Linked DNA regions of Mus musculus: region 2 is linked to region 1. Evidence: chromatin contacts called from public HiChIP or PLAC-seq data. All regions are on one chromosome and are shown on one strand. Each heading gives the region's core, a stretch centred on a gene start, on an enhancer-like site or on the middle of the called end of the contact. The rest is flanking DNA. Distances are from core to core; before and after follow the strand shown. Region 1 has its middle 36 kb from the start of Gm38726. Region 2 has its middle 20 kb from the start of Pdgfa.

Region 1 (3,062 bases), core at 242-2,741:
GGTGTGGCTCAGTGGTGAAGTCCTTGCCTAGAATCCCCCAGGGAGGGGGTGGGGGTGTGGCTCAGTGGTAGAGCCCCTGCCTAGAATCCCCCAGGGAGGGGCTGGGGGCGTGGCTCAGTGGTGGAGTCCTTGCCTAGAATCCCCCAGTGAGGGGCTGGCAAGTGTGCCTTGGCAGTGGAGTTCCTGTGCAGCATGTGAGGTCCTCGGTTCTGTCCCCAGGAAGCACATACAGCTTGGACTATGTGCGATATCCTTCATCTCTTCCTAAGATTATTTATGTATGTCACATGAACAGGATGAAAATGCTGTCTGTTGGTGCTACTGTGTATCACTTCCTAACCCTGATGTAAGGACATCACCTGTGACTTCAGCTTAGGTATGTCAGGAGCATTTTCTTGACACCTCAGCAATTGGCTGACACCACACGCCCTGCCCGCCTTTCCCCAGGGCTGGCAGTGAAATATTCACCTTCTCTGAAGCCTGGTTATCTTGGAACAGGCTCTGCCATGGGTGGGGAGGGCGTGGTGACAGGCATGTGTGGCAGAGAAACTACCTGTCTAAGAGACACTGGAGGAGATGCCAGCCTGAGGCCTGGGGCTCTGTCTTCTGCTCAGTATCTTCCAGGCTCTGTCACTCATCTGTATGGCTCCTGCAGCTACTCCCTTCTCTTCCTCAGCTCCATTCTACTCAAAACATCTGCAGAGACCATGTGCCCTCCCTGGGTCTCCACAGGAGTAACTGCAAGCTCTTCAGGGTCCAAGCTTGAGTCTTGCCAACTCTGAGGCTTTGAATAGACACCTTGCTTTTTTTTTCCCCTTGTCGGTTGGGATAGTCTATGAGCTCGGACTCATGAAGGCATCCCTTGACAGATAAGTGCCCATGGGCAGTCACCCTGGAGGGCGATGGCTAGTACTCATGGCCCCAGAAACCCTGGCTCAATAGGAACCTTTACTTACAGACACTGGTAGACTGGACCCCTGAGCCTACCCATGGGGCTTATTCTACCTCAGCTAGAATGGCACTAGCAGACAGGGCTGCCGACCACCAAAGCAAGGGGTTCCTCAGGGTGAAGATATATACGGGAAGTGAATTCCAAGGTGCCTAAGTGACAGGTCAGAACCTCTCTATTGTCACCTCCAGTTTGTTCTGGGAGCTCAGGTGCCCCTTCGTGCACTGAGAAAGCCGCCATGCTCATTCGTTCAAAACCTGAGCGGGCTCCAGCTGCCAGCACAGAGTGAGAGGGCGATGCTCTTGTCAGGCGAAGGCTGAGGGGTCTCATCAACACTCTGGAGGGCACAGCCTGGCTTCAGAGCAGTGCTGCATGGCACCATCCCAGCTCTCCCGTCCTCACCCCGAGCTGTGCCCTGCAGACAAATACACATTCCTCAGCAATGAGATCAGCGGGCCCCCAGCAGGAGCTGCTGGGGAACTTGTCCCCACTTGTGATGACAGTAGGTCAGATCACCACAGCTGGAAACCAGGGGAGTTGTGTCCTGGGGCCAGCTGGCCTGCTGCAGTCTCACACTGTCTAAGACCTGGTATGCAGGAGGTGAGAGGAGCCCCAGGCTGGGCCGGTTCCTGCCCGCCCAGGGATGGCCACTCCACAGAGGAATTGGGGCCCATCCTCAGGTGGCCCCCAGGCTCTCTTAGAAATGTGAAACTTGAGGATCTGTCTTGTCAGTTTATAATCGCTATTTCCTTTGAGGTGTGTCAGGGCTCCACCCCTTGGCCTATAGTCTGACCCCACTCCGGACTAAGACCCCCAGTAGCCTCATGCTCTGTGTACAGCTGGCTCTCTAACAACCTGTGGCCATCATGTCCACCTGGAAAATGGTCCTGAGCCAACACTGAGCTCCACACATCTACTTTAGAGGCCCGGTGGCAAGCAGCCCACTGTCTACTGAAGGCCCAAGACTCTAGCTTTACCCCTTGTAACAGGACAGCTGTGGGCCACAGTGTGGGCCACAGTGATGTCCTCTGTTGGAACCCAACACTGGCTTGTGTTGGCCTCATGACTAGGAACCTTGCTTGGTCCAGTGCTCTGAGCTGCTCAAAGCTTAGGAACTGTGCCTAGCAGAGCCCACACCCTCTCCTTGGCCCAACTGGACAGATGTTACCCAAGACCAGGGGCTTGCCACAGGGTTCTATCTTTAACTTTGGGGCAGCCATTTCCCTTCTATTCTGAGAGGAAAAAATTCCAGTGTTGCTGGGTTCAAAGGATTCCAGAAGATGAATCTACCAGAACAAGTGTGGCCTTCGCCACAGACCTCAAACATGGCTATCACTGTGTCCCATAAAGGTGGGGGAGGAGAGGGGCAGAGAACTGGACTGTGCTCAACTGGAATGAATTCCCAAGAGGCCCACTGCCTGGCTGATGTGTATGTGTGTCTTGCAGCTTTGGTCAGACTATCTTTCTGACCCACTTACACCTAGCCCACAACTCTGCCAGCCTTCCTAGCACCCACATCTGTATGCCCAGTGTTCTCCTGCTCTAGGCCTTTGTACCTCCCATCTGCTGTCTGCCTGCTGCACACATCTCTCAGATCCACATACCACCTGGTCCCTATCATTCAGGTCTCAGCCATTGATCAGTTCTTTCCCTGACTTCCTGTTCAGCAGCCCTGCCTCTACCCTGGGACCCCACTTCCTGTTTTAGGGTGATCCTCATATCTAGGATGATTTTGCTTGTTGCATTTCTTACCTCCTGACTCCACCCCCAGGTTCTTTTTCTTCCCCAGTCTCTTTCTCAGGGCTCTACCTGTCTCCTGTCATATGCTAGGAGTAATGAATTTGTTTGGTGAATGAATGAATGAATGAATGAATGAATGAATGAATAATGCTCAAACTGCCCTGACCTTTTTTCTCTTTTGACATGTGTACATGCACTTGTGTGTGTGTCTGTGTCTGTGTGTGTGTGTGTGTGCGCACAGTCCAGCAGGTTAATCCATGTGGATGCCAGAGGACAGTCTTAGGTGTTGTTTCTCAGGCACTGTCCACGTTTTCTTTGTTTAATCTTTTGAGACAGGGTCTCTCACTAGCCTGGAGCTTAGTGATTTGGTGAG
Region 2 (3,060 bases), core at 182-2,681, 120 kb before region 1:
TAGTCTCAAAGTAAAAAGTTAAAAAAAAAAAAGGCAGTGAATATATGGCTCAGTGGTAAAATGCTTGCCTAGAATCCCCTAGTGAGTGCTGGGTGGTGGTGGCACACACCTTTAATCCCAGCACTTGGAAGGCAGAGACAAGTGGATTTCTGAGTTCGAGGTCAGCCTGGTCTACAGAGTGAGTTCCAGGACAGCCAAGGCTACAACAGAGAAACCCTGTCTTGAAAAAAAAAAAAAAAAGAAGAAGAAAGAAAAGAAAAAAGAATCCCCCAGTGAGCGGCTGGAGTGTGGTTCAGTGGTAGAGTCTATGCCTAGAATCCCCTAGTGAGGGGCAGGGGACATGGCTCTGTGGTAGAATAGCTGCCAAGCATGTGCCTTATGTGGGCTCAATATCCTTGTAGAAGCAAGCAAATAAAGTCAAAATGGCAAGTGTTTTGTTACTATCTGCATGCACAGTATATTGAAGCTATCACTACACCCTTCTACAGATGGTCATCTTCCTACTCCAAATTGCACACATTAGATATGAACTCCCCATCCCCACCCCTACTCTTCTACTTTCTGTAACTCCATATATCCAAACCAAAGTCTATAATATCTTCCCCTCTTCTTCTCCCTTTCCCTTTCCCTCTCCCTCTCCCCCTCCCCTCATTCTCTCTCTCTCTCTCTCTCTCTCTCTCTCTCTCTCTCTCTCTCTCTCTCTCTCTCTCTCTCTCTCTCATCTATCAATTTTGAGACAAAGTCTCACTATAGCGCTCTTACTGGTGTCCAGCTCATGAAATCCTCCTGCTTCAGTTCAACTAGTTTCATTTCTACATTGTCAGTGCAAATGGAGGGCTGTGTTGGCCAGACCTCTGTTTGTTAGAGGTGTCCTAGGCATAGTCAAATAGATAGGGCCCAGCCCCAGCCTCATACCCATGTCTGATACCCTACTGACTAAACCTTGAGAGGGAAGAGATTGGCTGGTGCCACTGGGCAAATTTCTTATGGGTACAAGTGGGAACTGGGATAGAGAACACATCTCCATTTCATTATGGTCTCTGTCCTTTGCCAGCTGTGGTGGGCAGTTTGCTTGCCTTGAGAGCAGGGCAGATTATGGGAGCCTTCCATCATCGAATTATTATTCTCCTCAGCTCACTTTTCACCTATCCATGAATTCACACGAGTTCACTTTTCATTCACCCTTGGTTCTTTCCCACATCCCAAGCCCTTTCTATGAGTCCTCAGCCATAAGCCACCTTCCCTGCCAAAACCATTTCCTTGAGGCCCGGGTTTTCTGACTATGAAGACAGAAGTCTGTTGTGGCTGGGTGCCAGCAGGTGGGGCTCAGCCCTGCTGGTCTGATGGCCTTGGCTGGCCCTTCCAGACAGTGGACAGTACTGACCTTGGCTGGCCATTTCAGTCCATGGACAGTCCCAGCCTCACTCCCCCAGTTCCGCTGAATCAGCTGGGCTGGCGGGTGACTCATGTTGAGGTCAGGCCCCCTGGCTGTATTCTGGGGAGACAAGCAGCAGCCTCCTGCAAGACTGGGGCTGGGTGACTTCACATCCAGAGTACCCTGGTCCTAGCTTTAGATTTAGTGTCCCCTTCTGCTCCCCCCACCCCTACTTTCAGTTAGTTTACTTCCTCTGAGATCAGCTGGCCCTGGTCCTGCCAGGAAGTCTTCATTGACCCAGCCTGGCTGCTTTCTAGCTGCACTTGCCTCTGTGATGTCACCACATTGGGAAGCTGGTGCCTGAGGCCTCCTCCACCATCTCCAGCTCCAGTTGGTTGGTAATGATCCTGCTTCATCCTGTCTGTGTCCTGTCTGTGCCCATAGACTAAGAGGCTAGTATGGGTAACAGTGTTATACTGTCTTTAAAAATTAAAGTAAAAATAAAAACAAATGTAAGCTGGGAGTGGTGGTGTATGTCTTTAATCCTAGCACTCAGGAGGCCAAGGCAGGGGGATCTCTGTGAGTATGAGGCCAGCTTGGTCTACAAAGCAAATTCCAGGACAGCCAGGGTTACCTACATAGTGAGATACTGTCTCAAAAACAAAAACAAACAAAAAAATCCCATACAAATGTATATGCACGCGCGTGTGGGCGCATGTGTGTGCATACACCTCCTCCAACCATGTCCCCCTTTTTACTAGGCTAGCTGGCCATCAAGTCCCTGGAACCTCCCTATTTCTGCTGCCCAGTGCTAGGATCACAGCTACACAGTGCCACACCTGGCTTTTTGCATGGGTGCTGGGGACTAACTTGGGTTCTCGTGTCTGTGCATCAAGCACTTTACCCAATGAACCACCTCCCCAACACCATTGCTCTTGTTTGAGATAGAATCTCTCACTGGTCTGGAATTTGTCAAGTAGGCTAGGTTGGCTGGCTGGCCATGGAGGCCCAGGTATCTTCCACTTTTCTAGCACTGGGATTACATTTATGCCCCAACATGGCTTCTCCCTCCCTCCCCCCTTTTCCTTCTTTAGCAGTGCCACTGTGTAGTCTAGACTTGAGATCCTCCCCTCTCAGCCTCCCAGGTGTTGGGATTGCAGATGTGTGATATCAAGCCTTGCTCCTAGTTTTTATTATCTGTTTGGCAAAAGGCAAGTTGCTTAACTTCTCAGAGCTTCGATGATCTCACCATGAACGGGGAGGAGTATTTGCCTCGAAGGCCTGGTTTTAGCAGGGCATGGGATTGTGGATAAGGTGTGTTAACTCAGCAAAAGAAGCTCACAGGCTCAAAGTTATCATGGCATAGAACATCACATCTGATCATGCATAATGACAAGCACATCAGCTGTAGTACCCACAGTTGGTAGACACAGATTGGCTACTTTCTTGCTGGCACATGGCTTGGGTTGTATGTAGCCCTGATATGTGGCCACCTAGAGAGGACCCATCCTAGCCCAAAGGAGCTACCTTTCTCCTGGACCCTCATTCTCCAAGTATCCTTAGGTAGACCCTGTCCCTGCTCAGGGACCCTTGTGAGTCAGGCAGCCATCTCAAGGGAGGTGACTTTCCATATGTCTGACCCACCATCTCATGACATAAACTTTCTAGTGTGAGCTTCTGGGTTA

What was found. HiChIP or PLAC-seq counts read pairs in DNA pulled down with a chosen protein or histone mark.
Region 2: an HNF4G HiChIP or PLAC-seq map of pancreatic cancer cells shows a contact between it and region 1. The contact joins two enhancer-like sites. A contact is called at or near these places in 2 of 115 datasets of contacts at active chromatin or transcription factors (embryonic stem cells and pancreatic cancer cells) and 3 of 9 other capture datasets (adipose tissue, liver and pancreatic islet).

Annotation. Positions count from the first base shown.
Region 1 is chr5:138,897,005-138,900,066 of GRCm38.p6, reverse strand. It overlaps the pseudogene Gm31891. Among named protein-coding and RNA genes, the nearest start is that of Gm38726, 36 kb to the left of the region's middle. Within about 2 kb of position 1,491, at least 39 of the 459 cell types and tissues checked have an H3K27ac peak or open chromatin away from gene starts, as enhancers often do. A contact at or near this core is called in pancreatic cancer cells, where this site is marked.
Region 2 is chr5:139,013,637-139,016,696 of GRCm38.p6, reverse strand. No RefSeq gene overlaps it. Among named protein-coding and RNA genes, the nearest start is that of Pdgfa, 20 kb to the right of the region's middle. Within about 2 kb of position 1,431, at least 73 of the 459 cell types and tissues checked have an H3K27ac peak or open chromatin away from gene starts, as enhancers often do. A contact at or near this core is called in pancreatic cancer cells, where this site is marked.